3 separate regions of the Drosophila melanogaster genome follow, and all the other regions are linked to region 1. The links are chromatin contacts, called in public Hi-C and targeted proximity ligation maps. All regions are on one chromosome and are shown on one strand. The core of a region is the stretch at or near the end of the contact, and the rest is flanking DNA. Distances in the headings are between cores, read along the strand shown.

The links. A called contact is a pair of places that touch in the nucleus more often than the background predicts.
Region 2: a contact with region 1 is called in a targeted proximity ligation map of the S2 cell line, with 5 times the contacts expected there. A contact is called at or near these places in 3 of 107 Hi-C or Micro-C datasets (the Kc167 cell line, the S2 cell line and ovary) and 2 of 7 datasets of targeted methods (the Kc167 cell line and the S2 cell line).
Region 3: a contact with region 1 is called in a Hi-C map of the S2 cell line, with 2.9 times the contacts expected there. A contact is called at or near these places in 5 of 107 Hi-C or Micro-C datasets (the Kc167 cell line and the S2 cell line) and 1 of 7 datasets of targeted methods (the Kc167 cell line).

The regions. Positions count from the first base shown.
Region 1 is chr3L:23,092,222-23,096,752 of dm6, reverse strand. RpL10 (Ribosomal protein L10) reads left to right here and starts at 1,282. Exons shown (of 5, transcript NM_001275304.1): 1 at 1,282-1,316; 2 at 1,448-1,478; 3 at 1,542-1,847; 4 at 1,907-2,069; 5 at 2,875-3,563. The coding sequence starts at 1,456. The coding sequence ends at 3,039.
Region 2 is chr3L:22,944,402-22,949,037 of dm6, reverse strand. It overlaps Mes2 (Mesoderm-expressed 2), which reads right to left and starts at 3,381. Exons shown (of 3, transcript NM_168979.4): 1 at 3,098-3,381; 2 at 2,468-2,768. The coding sequence starts at 3,251. mir-9388 (mir-9388 stem loop) reads right to left here and starts at 3,922; the gene lies at 3,831-3,922.
Region 3 is chr3L:22,908,996-22,913,501 of dm6, reverse strand. CG12768 reads right to left here and starts at 3,011. Exons shown (of 4, transcript NM_141174.3): 1 at 2,930-3,011; 2 at 1,269-1,668; 3 at 1-238. The coding sequence starts at 1,576. lncRNA:CR45661 (long non-coding RNA:CR45661) reads right to left here and starts at 4,184. Exons shown (of 1, transcript NR_125052.1): 1 at 3,815-4,184.

The DNA of each region.
Region 1 (4,531 bases), core at 33-2,532:
ATCTTTAAGAACTGTTGCTAATTAGCTTAAGGAGGGCTGCGATCTGGATGTGTGACACGAAACAGTGCGCCAAGCCATACTCCGTCATAAGTACCACTCACGGGTAGCAAGAAAAAAACCGATGCTGCCGACAATTAACATCGAAAAGCGGCTTACTTTCGCTATCGAAATGCAACATCAGCCAGAAGATTACTGGAATAACGTAATTTTCTGCGACGAAACCAAGATGATGTGTTATACGACGATGGACCCAACAGAATGTGGCGTAAGGCGCTAACTGCGCTGGAGAACCGCAACCGTCAAGTTTAGCAAAATGTCGGTTATGATTTGGGTATGCATCTAGTCGAGGAGTTCGAGATTTGGCATTCATATTGATCACAATGAAAGCAGAGCATTATTTAAACATTTGAAATGCAATCTGACATCCAGCGCCATTTGGTTTTTATAAGAACAATAGACCTGATTTCAAATTCACAAAGTGAATTAGTCGATAGGCCAATTGGAAGAGACTACTATTACTGTCTGTTTTCTGTCTGTCTGTAAATTACAGAAAAATTAATAAAAAATCTTTGATATCCAATTCTGTAAGCTGCCTTCGAAATGTTCAGTTAAAAGACTAGACCATTCCAGCCTTTTGCCGATTATGTTACTACGTAAAATATCTGGTGTGCCTCAGAAAATACTCTCATTCCTACTTTGGATATCCAAAACGAGATTGGCCACCTAGTCTGATTCGGATTATCTGAGTTTGGGTCTATAATAAATGAAGCAATACAATTGTAAGCTCAATGTTTCTGCTGCTTATAACATATAAATCTTTGTAACTTTATTCTAGGATAGTAACAACTCTTAGCGGTCCGTTCGAAATGACTGCTGAAAATGGCTAAAATACAAAACCATGAAGTGTAATATATATAATGTGAATTTTTGTAAATGTTACTGTTATATTTATCTGCCCGAATACCAATGACTTAGTTATGATAAGCACAAATCTGGGTTGAAAAACATAAGGTGTGCTTATGGTTGAGGTAAGATTCTAATTTACTTATTTAGTTGTAGTTTTTTAGCTTTGACGTTTAATCGCCAAAAATATTTTTTATTCCAATAAAAATGTATCGAAGAACACGAACACATACATATTTTACAGTATGTAGATTTTAGTGAGAACAACATATAAAGCAATTCAGTTTTGATTTCAAATTGTTTCAAAACAAAGGAAAACACTTATCTCAAGTACATGATTATCGGTTTGCGACGAAACCTTTTGTGCTTCCGGTGTTCGTGTCTTCCTTTTCTCGTGTGCTTCGTTGGAAGAGGTTAGTGAGCGGTAAATGATCTTTGGAAATCTAATATGTTTCATGTTTATAGAAGTTTATATTATCTTACCAAGTTTCTGTTTTGTGCTGTGATGTTAGCATATATTTTATTTATTTGTTTTATTTTTCAGGAGTCGAAATGGGCCGACGACCAGCTAGATGGTAAGCAAATCAGTAATTTTGTATGAACTGTCCGTTTAGTAAAACTCTTATTTCATCCTCCAGCTACCGCTATTGCAAAAATAAGCCGTACCCTAAATCTCGGTTTTGCCGTGGTGTCCCTGATCCAAAAATTCGTATATTTGATTTGGGAAGAAAAAAAGCTACAGTTGAGGATTTTCCCCTGTGTGTTCATTTGGTTTCTGATGAATACGAACAGCTGAGTAGTGAAGCTTTGGAAGCTGGACGCATTTGTTGCAACAAGTACTTGGTGAAGTACTGCGGTAAGGACCAGTTCCACATCAGAATGCGCCTGCATCCATTCCACGTCATTCGCATCAACAAAATGTTGTCGTGCGCTGGAGCTGATAGGTAAATAATATTTCATATCTGTGTTAACTACTGTATTCTTATGACCTCTTTTGCACTAGGCTTCAAACTGGAATGCGAGGAGCGTTTGGAAAACCGCAGGGCACGGTTGCTCGAGTTCGTATTGGTCAACCCATTATGTCTGTCCGCTCTAGCGATCGTTACAAGGCTCAAGTTATTGAAGCTTTGCGGCGTGCTAAGTTTAAGTTCCCTGGACGTCAAAAGGCAAGTATAGCGAGTCACTTACAATAGTATTTAACCCAATAGTATATTAACCCATTTTTTCAAACATCGAAGTCTGAACAAACCACATGGAAAATTAGTAATCGCTTTTATTTCATGTCATGGGCGAGGCTATTCTAATATCGCCACAGTTAATTTGTTGGGAATGAGCTAAAAATAATATTACTAGCGAACCTAAATCAATATCTAAAGAACTTTAAAATAGTATTATAAATTATTTATAACTATATACCTCATTTAAAAGAAAAAAGTGTTGAATCTTAAACTTCTTATTTTCGTTCAAATTGGTGACAAGATTTTGGGTAACACGTCGAAATCGGCGTTAACTAAGGCAAAGATTTTATGATTGCTAGTGTAACCCGCAAGACCCTCGACAAAAATTTAATGCATTTCGCTAGGGATAAAAAGGAGAAATGTGGAATCTTCCGCGCTTGTCGAGCATACGCTTAGGTCTTTGTTGCAAGCTGATAACCACTCGATACTTCCTACTATTTTTCTTAACTTAATTATTTCCGTTTCCGCTAAACTCTCCTAGTAGGTATAAAAAAAGCATTAAAGGATGTTTATTCTTTAGTCCGTTAGCGGTCATTTGGTAAGACTACGACTATGGTTCGTGCAGGTAAAGAATTTTGAAGACGGTTTTGGAAAATCGTATTTTGGTCCATTAGGTACATTTGTTTAAATTTTTAAGCTTCGGTGCGCACGAACTTAAGATGGTTTACAGAAATTACGAAAAACTAAGAAAACAGATTTTGTAAAACAATGTTTTTCTTAAATATATTTTTAGATCTATGTTTCAAAGAAGTGGGGATTCACCAAATACGAACGTGAGCGTTATGAAGAACTTCGCGATGACAACCGCCTTGAGCCTGATGGTTGCAATGTGAAATACCGCCCAGAGCATGGCCCGATTGCCGCATGGGAAAAAGCTCAGCGTGATGTTTATGCTTAATAACACATTGAAATAAAATGTCACTTAAAGTTTCGTAACTCAGAAACAATATACAAAATTACCATTTCCTGAGCACATATATATATGCGTTGCTTTTTGGTAGGAAGCTCAGAATGCCCTTTGTATTGTTTTAACTTTATTATTTCGCAGCAGCAGATTTGCTTTCGTAGAAAGAAAAAAAGAAAGATTGTTTTAAGCGTGTAGAAAAGGTTAATTAGATTAAAAGCAAATTGAAGGTAATACGGGTCCGACTAGAATGGGTACTCCTTTTCTCGTTTTTATTGCGTTTCTATATACATAATTATATACAATTTTATACATCTTTTTACAATCTCAAGCAACAACACGATTGTAGGTATTCTCTGTCGATTCGGAAACATTTTATTACCCAGTAATTTGGAATTTATTTTTTGAGTCTCTAATTTCTTTGGAAACCAATTAACCAAAGACAGTTTCAAAATATACGAGCGTGATCTACATTTCAAAACGGGCGCTCTAAAAGTATCCAACTTAAATTGTATTTGAAGAATACCCACATAATGTTGCAATATAAATTCCTATTTGATTTCATGCCTCTTCAAACAAGCACAAACATTGTAATATAGTGGAACGTGTGTGGGCTCGTATCAAGCTCTGTATTAAATTCGGGCGGAGATATTAAAGCGTGCCTAGCAAAAGCTGCATCCGCACTCAAGCTTCGCTGACGCCATTTCTTTCACTGTTCGCTGAAGGCAAAGCTAACTGGCTGGACTTTTATTCTATGTTCACGACGATAATAGATAGCCATTCTGGCCTTATCGATGGTAGCATCATAAGGAAGCCGCCGACCTTTGGGAATCCAGTTAGGCGATCTGGCCGTTAATGTAGTACCGTTTCGCTCCGGAATTATCAAATGGCCAAAATTATGTCGAATGACCCAAGGCGGAGAGGATTGGTAATATGGCGGTGAGCATGAAATGCAAATCAGATCAGAAATGGCAGCTGAGTTTGAAAGTTTAGTCTCGCGCAAAGATATTTATTTATAGATTTGTCCTGTCCCTAAAATGACCGTTGTGGCAATATAAAATTGCTGTACTTCATCCAATGCTAGATGGGAGAAGCATCTTTAAGAATTCAATTCCAAGCATGGGAATCCATGGCATCATTCTGGAGCAGCGATCCAGAATGTGGAGCTCGCCATGGCAAGCTATGCGCCAGGCAATCAGGTGGCAAGTAACAAAAAATCTGATTTGCGTAGGTCCCCGCCCTTCTTGAAATGATTCCGGACGTTAAATATATATTTGCCAGAGCTTTTAAAACCTGACCCCAGTTAATCGACTCAGAGTAGATTGCCTTCAGACTGGGCAAATGAGGCAGTGCAACTCCAGCAATTGCCGTTCATGCGAATCTAAGCACCACACCCTGCTACATCTAGGAAACGTTTGTAACGTTTGTAATTACAACTCGAAATGAAACAAATGCACCAGGCTAAGCAAACAGTTATCCGCAGCAT
Region 2 (4,636 bases), core at 2,132-4,631, 150 kb after region 1:
GGGGCGAGATTCGGATTGTGGGGATGACGGACAGCCAAACAATTTCAGCAATTTCGCAGCACATTTGCTTATTAAATCATAAGCGTGACACAGACAGAGCCCAGCAGAACTTTCACACCCAAGTGGCCTCGTGTGTGTGAGGGTGAGGGTACGAGAGCCCCCCATTAAGAGAGGACTGAACGACGAAAGCATGTGGGCCAGGGCAGCCTGAAAGAGGCGTCCAGACCCCGACTCTGGGTCTCAGCAACCCCTTGGCCGGGACGCGGCCGATGCGGCTGGCTAATGGTCGTGGGCATATTTTTAACCCTGGCCGAAGTCAGACCAAGCTATTCGTTCAATTACTCAGCTCACCCATACAGCGATCTTTACGAGTGTTCGGTGCTCATGTCATACACACACAGGCAGAACCTCGCTCATTTTCCCTTACCAGCCCCTTTCTCGCTCACGAGCTACCAGTCTTTCCCAACTTGGTCCACTCGCAATCCGTATTCTTCGGTGCTGATTGTCATTTTCGTAGTGCTCTCATTAATTTATCGCTCTCTCGGCGCCTTCCCATAGTCCCCACCCCTCTCGCAAGCACTATTCGATGGACTTGGTCTTGCGTTTGCAGCTTCCCTCAATTTCGTTTTTGGTTCAAGCAGCGACGATGCTGCGACGTTGTATAATATTCGCCGCTTGGCGAGATCTGTGTTATGGCTATGGCTGTGGCTATAGCTGCGGCTATAGCTCCGGCTCAAGCGCTGCCCGACTGGCCGGGCCCGTTGAGCTGTCTGTTATCAGCTCACAATAATAAAAATTTAAATATATACACACACCATGGGTGAGTGTGCGCGGGCATGTGTCGGGGCCGTCGACTGCTTGTTGCCCATGTGGGTACAGTCAATTGAAAGGAAATGGCCTTATTTCATATAAATATGTACATAAAGTACACACACTCACACACACACACACACCCGCAGCTCGAGCACGGCTCCATATGAGCCAGAACATTGGACGGGGCAGACTCTCGACTGAGACCATTTGCGGGTCTCTGGCCCGGTCATTCCTTTGTTCGGATTGGTTTTTTCCACATTACCGCTCCTTAGTGTCCATATGCCCCCTTGCCTTGTTTTTGCTATTCTTTTTCGCTGGGCAGATGTTTTCTCAGACACGGTGCTGAGATTTGCTCGAATTGTTGGGCGTTTATGCAAATCGACTGGGCTAAGGGATGAGTTTTGTACGAAGGCTCGAATGGAAGTGGAATTTCGTAGTTACGGTTCGAATAACTTTATGCTAAACTTATCACATGTTTTTTATGTGACAATTGTATGTATTGTCTATTCGATCTGAACATATTTCCGAATTCTCAATTTATTTAAATTGTCAGATCTTTACGAAGTCCGTGATTCTATGATTTTTGAAATAAATTTATTGACATATTTTGTCCAACATTAGATCTAAGCCATGACTCACAAACTCATACACTTCTCAGTGTACATAAGCTGAAGTGGCTACTCGCATAAAATGATAAGATTCTTGGAATTTCCTGCAATAATTATTTTTGATTGAGCCAAGCTAAACAACATTGTTCGCTTGACTGACTACTGACAAGCACACATATTTTTAGGGGGGCAGATTCGGAAAAACCTCTTTCAGACACAGGACTGGAAAGCATACAATACCTTCGACCAATGTAAATGATCGTTGGAAAGGTGAGTCACATTATTATTGTGTATAAGTTAGCTAGTCTTCAAACTGATGCATGTATTTGTTTCGCATGAATCAATCCGTGTATGACCAAAACAGAAGACCAATCTAAACCGAAAACTGTTATTCACGACTCAAGCCAAACTTTGACCGTTGTTCGATGGTTGTATGGTTAGTGACGGCTTATCAAACTCATTGTAATATAAGTAGCCAAATGTACTCCTGACACAAATAATGTTCAGAGTGTAAGACGATATTATTGAAGAACTGTAGTCGTAAGGGAGCATTACTTTTGAGAAATAACGGTTCCACTTTTAGATTTGTTTTGGTATCGATCTCCAAAAAGCAGAGGATAAGAATAAGTACGTTAATTAAGATCATTTTGGGAAAGGTAAATATTGCCTAGAAAGATTAAAAGAAAACTTGGAAATAAGTGCAATACGTTCTGTAATAATTATTCGTTGATATAGAATTTCATGTACTTTACTATTCGATTATAAGAATGACTCGTATTTCTGTCAAATTTTAAATTTAAGCGCTCTTCTCTCGTGTTCTATTATTGCTTTTGCTTTTGTAAAGCCATTTGGATGAAGATCATTTTTAGTGACATGATTTGTGGTGTGGCAATAATGGGTCAAGCAGAGAATGCAAAATTCATAACGGGCTCTATATTACTGGTCAACCCCAGGAGTCGATATTGGCATGAAACTTCCTTGACGGTTTTAAATTTAAGAGAATCACCTGGTCACCAGTTCACTAAAATACTATTCCTTATACTTACTTTCGTTCTCTGATGACATCGCGCAGGAAATCCATGGCCTCATAGAGACTCCACTTGGGCTTGAAGCCATTGCCCATTAGCTTGACGTGGGCGAGTTCACGGCGGTAGGATTCCCTCAAGGACTTGAAGGCCCGTGCAACGCGACGCCCGGGAGCGTTGAACTCGCGGCCTATGTGCTCCCAGGCTCGGTTCTTTTCTTCTTCGGCGCCCTTGAAATTCGGGAGACGGGAGTCCCAGAGAATTGGATTGTCGTGCACCATTTGGATGAGCTTCAGCTTGTCGGAGGCGTTGCGCCGAACCACTGTTGGGACACAAAAATGAATGCAAATAATATAAGTCCTCGAGTCTCGACAGTCGAATATTTTAAGAAAGCACGGTACAGGCACCTCAAAACTTCTATAAGTCGAACTTTTTTAACCCAAATGTACATACATACGTATGTACGTATATGTATGTACATTGCACATAGGGTGAACCGAACTATTTGAATAGGCAATGAAGAGATAAAATAAATTCTACTGCTTGTTCGACGTATCGACTTTCGACTGCATTTTGCATAAAAATTGTACATATATACATATGTATGTACGTATGTTTGCATGAATGTGGGGAATAAATCTGTGTACGCACATTTCTTTATCTTCTGAGAGGGCATGGCAGTTGCGGCGGCCAGGGGGTGGGGCTCCAACTTGGGCTTCATGTCAAGAGCGATTGCCGCGGCGGCAGCACTCATGTCCTGCAGCGAGTGGGTGGCGGTGGGCAAACAGCCGCTCACGGGCGCCATCAGAATGTTCTGGAGGATTTGAAGGCTTGAACTGGCCAGGGCTCCACAGTACTCTTTAGTTCGGACGCGATCGCGGTCGGCTGATAACGGGGCTGCTACCCTCTCACGACCAAGTTTAAACGGCAACTAAAAACCAAGACCAGAAAATAACAACCACCGCGGCAAGCGGGCTGCGCTCAGCCGTCGTCGACGCCGAGCCGGCAGCGCAGTTGGCAGCAAGCCCGCATTCAGAGCCAAAAAATCACGCGCATTCGACATCGACATGAGAGCCAGCTATAGCTCTTTGCGCTCTCTGTCTCTCTCCGGCCGTGGCTCGCTGCCACCGTTCCCGTTATCTGATCCAGACATATAGGTCTAAAGCGCTCTCCGGGCGCTGCCTAGAGCGCGACTCGCCGGATGGAAACCCCGTTTAATCGCAATCACAAGCCACAGAAAGTAAAAGCAAGCGAAAAGCGGCGTCGCACACACACACACACACAACAGGGAGAACGCGCAGAACGAAACAACAGAAAATGTGTGTAATACAAAAATCCGTTGACGCGTTCGCATTTGGTTTTAGCAGAGGAATTGTCGAGCGTTCGTACGTACTTGCATACATATGTATGTATGTACTACATGAATGTACCATATACACATGTATGTACATACATACATACGTACCAAAATACTTGGATAGCGTTTCTTGGCAGAATACGCTGCACTTCGGCCATATCAGCTTCAATTAATATAGGGGGGTCGATTCCCGTATCGGAACAATTTCGAGGAATTTAAAGAATTCATGACTATGTACATATGTACATACATTTATTGTAAATCTCCAACGCATTAAGGTTTTAGACTAACATAATAATTATAAGTTTACTGGAGTACACACATACATATAATCTTGATCTGTCCGCCTGTCCGTTCGCATGCAAGTTAGTGCGTTCGCAAGCCTATCCAGACGCCATGAAACCGTTTATTGGCCAGGTATCCTGCTCTCAGTTGTGAAAAGGGATTTGATTTTCATTTCATTTTGTTATATAAATGTAAATTTCCATCGAAATGACAAAAAAAATCTCAAAATTCGCTGAGTAACGGGTATCTGATAGTCGAAAGTAATCGACTATTGTTCTCTCTTGTTTTAAATAAATAAGAAGAGAGAACGCACGAGTTCCCCGAATATCAAATACCTTTTACTCAGCTAGTGGAAGTGAGAACGCGAAATTTCATAATTTTTTAGGACCATCGATAGATATTGGACAAGAAGAAATGGGAGGTTTGTGGTCGTTAGAGTGGGCGTGGCATAAAGTTTTTGTAGCAAATCGATAGAATTTTACAATACTAATAAAAATGTGAAAAAAAGATATAACATATTTTTCAAATGTGTGTCCGTGACAGGTTTC
Region 3 (4,506 bases), core at 1,762-4,261, 180 kb after region 1:
GGTGAGACTTAGACTGGGAATAGTCACTGGCAGACTACTCTTTGGTTCGGGCTGCAGCTGGGGCTGATTGTTCGGGTTGTTGGGGTCGCTAGGAGCAAAGTACTGATATTCGTCTAGGGCCGCACTGCTGCTGTTGTTGTTGCTGCTATTGCGGCTTACGCAGTTGTTGTTATTGTTGCTGCTGCCTGTGGCTACTGGTGCTGAATCCAAAGAGCCGTGCTTGATGCGCTCGCGAGATCTAAAAAGCAAAAGTTGTAATTAGCTTTTTTGGAAAGCGGGTGCTTGCCTCAAGGTTAGCAGATAGGTGCTATGATGCAGATCCGCAGGCATGCATTTCATTCTTGCCTGTTGGTCAGTTCTGGACCGACCACATGAAACAAATTCAAAGTTTTAATAGAATTTCTATGTATACCCTTCCTAAATGCTTAAATTTAGATTTGACTTGCACACAATCCTTGTGAATTATCTAGACATTTATATTCTTATCTGCGTCATTGTTCTTATTCGGTAGACAACAGTTATTTTCTTTAACTAGTTTTTATTTGATTTGATTTCAGTAAAATCAATGTAAATTTATTGTAACCGAGGAAGGTGACTTGCGTATTATTTTGAGAACTATCTCGACATTTATATTCCCAATCCCTTACACTAATCATTCTTCTTATAACAATAAAAACTTAAAAATCGCGTAAAATCAAAATCTAAATGTTGAATATGTAAATATGTTTAGGCTTTTAAGTGACGGTGATTATTTCGCGGTCACCTCTCTCCGAATTTGCTCAAACAACTTTTTCAGTGATTATAATCGGAACACAATTGCTGTAGTCGAAAACCCGACTATCACATACCCGTTACTCAGCTAGTGCGAACGCGAAATTCTATAATTTTCCTTGCTTGTCGATAGATATTGGGGAATTAAAATTGTTGTGAGCGGTTTGAATTTTTCAGAAGAGGCGTAGCCAAAGTGTTTTTGGTATATCGGTAAGATAAAAAAAATGAAACCAAGAAAAATGAAAACATTTTTCAAAAGTGTGGTATTTTATAGTTCCTGAGCTCGAGGCTTGGCTATTGATCCTGTTCAGAAATATATATATGTACCTTATATGGTCGAAAACGCTTCCTTTTACCTGTTACACACTTTTCAACGAATTTAGTAAACCCTTTTTCCAAAGACACTAGAACAAATAACTGGAATGTCCAAAATCCCTTAAACGGGATCTACATATATCATAAGGTAGTATTTTAGGGCAGGTCAAACGTCGTCTTACTTGCGTTCCCGAATGACCTCCTTGAGGAAGGCCATGGCATCGTAGTATTCCCACTTGGACTTGAAGCGCGTGGTGCCCAGCATCTTTTCGTGGTTCAGCTCGCGGCGGAAGATCTCGCGGAGCGAAGTAAACGTGCGCTGCACCCGCTCGCCATTAACGTTGAAGAGCCGCCCCAACTCGTTCCATTTGATGGCTTTTCGCTTGTCCGAACGCTTGTAGTGTGGCAGGCGGCAGTCCCAGAGGATTGGGTTGAGTCGCACGAGCTCGATGAGTCGGCGCTTCTCGATGTTGTGGCGGGAAAAGGCCATGCTCCTCCGCTCTCTGCTCTTTCAGTCGCTGTTGGCCGAAATGCAACTACCAAAAAGGCCACTGCGCATGTCCTGTGTCGCCGGATGCTGCGCTGCAAAGTAAGTATAGAAATGAGGTGAGAAAATCGTTAAAGTTGCTTGTGCTGATGGTCGCCATGTTCGTTGCATACTTTTCGGCGTATTTCTCGGGTGGGTGCTTAGGGGTTCAAAAGTGTTGACACACGCACCCACGCACCTTGGGTGCAATGACCCCAGCAGGAGGGGTGTTTTTGTTTTCGAAATCGCATACGCACAGTTAAATACAATTGATTTTCGGGAGTATGGGTCCCACTGAAACTGAGACAACAGAGGGGACAAATCAAATACGGGAAATCTGCTTATAGCAGACCCTACAAACCCCAACCCCCACCTCCCCCATCAATTAATGTATGTATTCCACTTTCCCATAAGAGGCTGTTAGTTAAACAATAATCGAATACTGTAAACATTGGCATTCTGAGAGGCTGACTCGGCAGGAAAGTATTTACATACGATTTCGTGTGCCGATCGAGGAATTTCAGCTGCTACTGTTGGTCTGCGACCGATCTGATTGTGGAGGGAACAAGACTACACAAGGATTGGTATTGGTAGGACGCCTCCTTCTCTTTGGCTGCAGCTTGAACTCATTTGCAGTGCACAGCACGCCACACACTCACTAATGGGAACACACTGGGGTCTATAAATAAACGCATGTGCTCTTTTTGGTTATTGCCACCAATTGCTTGTGATACCAACATTATTCACATTGTTCGCTCGGAATTCCTTAGATGTTCTGGTTGTTTGTCGCTTGTACTCAAAGTCGTCTGACGCCTGGAATGGAACTAAAACCTTTTGCTCACAGTTTTGTTTACTGCTGCTGATTCGCTGTTGCGTCGCTCCGGCTTCTCTTTATTAACAATATGAGCAGCAAAGTCGGGGAATTTATTTCAATTTATTTCAATTAACAACAAATGCGGCCGTTGGTGCTTTGCCATGCGGCGTAGTTGCTGCCACTTATTGGGGATGCTGTTGTTATGTGTTGTGTTGCGAGTTGCTCGAGGGCCTTGCCACAACTATTGGCTGCCACAGATTCAGATACAGATACAGATGTTCGGCAACACGGCAAAATAACCACACTCATACACGCGCCCGGCCCTGTTGTCAGTGTGAAATCGCGTATATGTATACACACATTGCCTATGCGGACAGCCGAGAGAGACGAAAACATCAAAAAACAACACGAATAGCGAACTTTGACGAAAATCTGCAGCCAAACGGGCAGCTAACTTGCGATTACTACTAGTGAACCTGTCACTATTTGGTACATCCACTTGCCACTTTTCACTTGTCACCTCTCGCTTGGCCGTTCGTTGGCTTGGCAGCTTCCTTTTAGAGAGTGCGCCGCTGCTCTCCTCGACGATTGTCACAACTGCACAGCAAACCAACTTAGTTTTCTTGCAAATTGGCGCAGCAGCACAAAGAGAGCCGGAGAGAAAGTGAGCGAATGGCGCTTTTCTTTTCTGCTCCGCTCCAGAGCGCAAAGCACGGGAGAGAGAATGAGAGCAGAGGATGCTATTGTTGTTGTTGCAGTGCCGCCTACGCTGGTGTAAACAATCGGAGGCTGCCAATCCTATGCTATTACACTACACAACAAAAGAAATTGGCATAGTGAGGGAGCCTAGAGGGCTGCGTGAATAATGTAATTATAAACTCAACTTTTTGTGTGTGTGTGGAGTGATACGAAAAGATATTTACTTGGTATCTATTTAGGACTATATTAGACATATCCTCCACTCAAACGGGACGCATTTTAAAATAAATAAAATGAAATTTAATAAAAAAATGTATATTATAGGAAACCTTTAAAGCCGTCTTCTTTAAAACACCTTGGTGGAGTACCGGTAAAATATTAGCCATCTATCTATTCATCGAAATCATTACATAAATGGCATTATATATATTCTGTTTATCTATTCTAAAATATATAACTGATAGCTGAAGAAATAGCTGAAGTTTGGAAATGTTCTAGTCACAGTGTTTCAAACTTTGTTAGGCAGTGTTATTTTCGCTGTGAAAAATATTTATCGCCGTTGCGGTTCCGTTTGTGGCAGTGACACGTTATCGCCGAGCCGTGCCCAGTGATTAATCCAAGAGTGATAGCACTAAGTGGCTTGTGAGCGCTATTTGCTTACCACCAGCCGGATAAATAATGAACGGATTGCACCCAGGATTGGCAGCACCCGGCAATGAGCGCAGTCTCCGCAAAGCAACAATTGTACGCTGAGCTGTAGCTGAAGCAACAGCTTGAGCATGAGAGTTCCGAGAGAGCAAGGGATGAAGTCGAGGTCGAGTTTTGGTAGCAAGCTGAGCTGTGGCACAGGAATGAGCGAGGGAGGAGGCAAGGGGCACAGAGGACGAACTGCGGATTAACAATGGTAGCCACTCGCTCTGCTCGCGCGCCATTCGGCATTCGGCATCTATCATCCCATTTGGCTGCACTGCTGGTGCGGATATTTAACAATGCGAACAAGCACAAACAAAAAGGCTGCGCACACACACACGCGCGCTGGCAAATATTCAATTTGCCACTGCTGCAATCAACTTTATTGCCCGCTGTTGCTGTTGCTCTTGTTTACTCGTTGTTGTCTCCCGCTTGGTCATCTAAAAAATAAGCTTTAAGAATGAACTCGTATTTATCAATCGCACCAACACAGCCATCCGTGTTTTCGCTCTCCCTTTCCTTTTTCAGCAGAACGCAGCATACCGCTTTGTCTGATTCTGATTCGACTTATCAGTATGCGTTCTCGGCGCTGATGAATCTGCAGTTGAGTCGAACGCGGTCCACAGCTTAAATTAAATCCATTACTGCAATGTAATCCGTGGTACACAAATATTTTCGGATAGGCAACAGC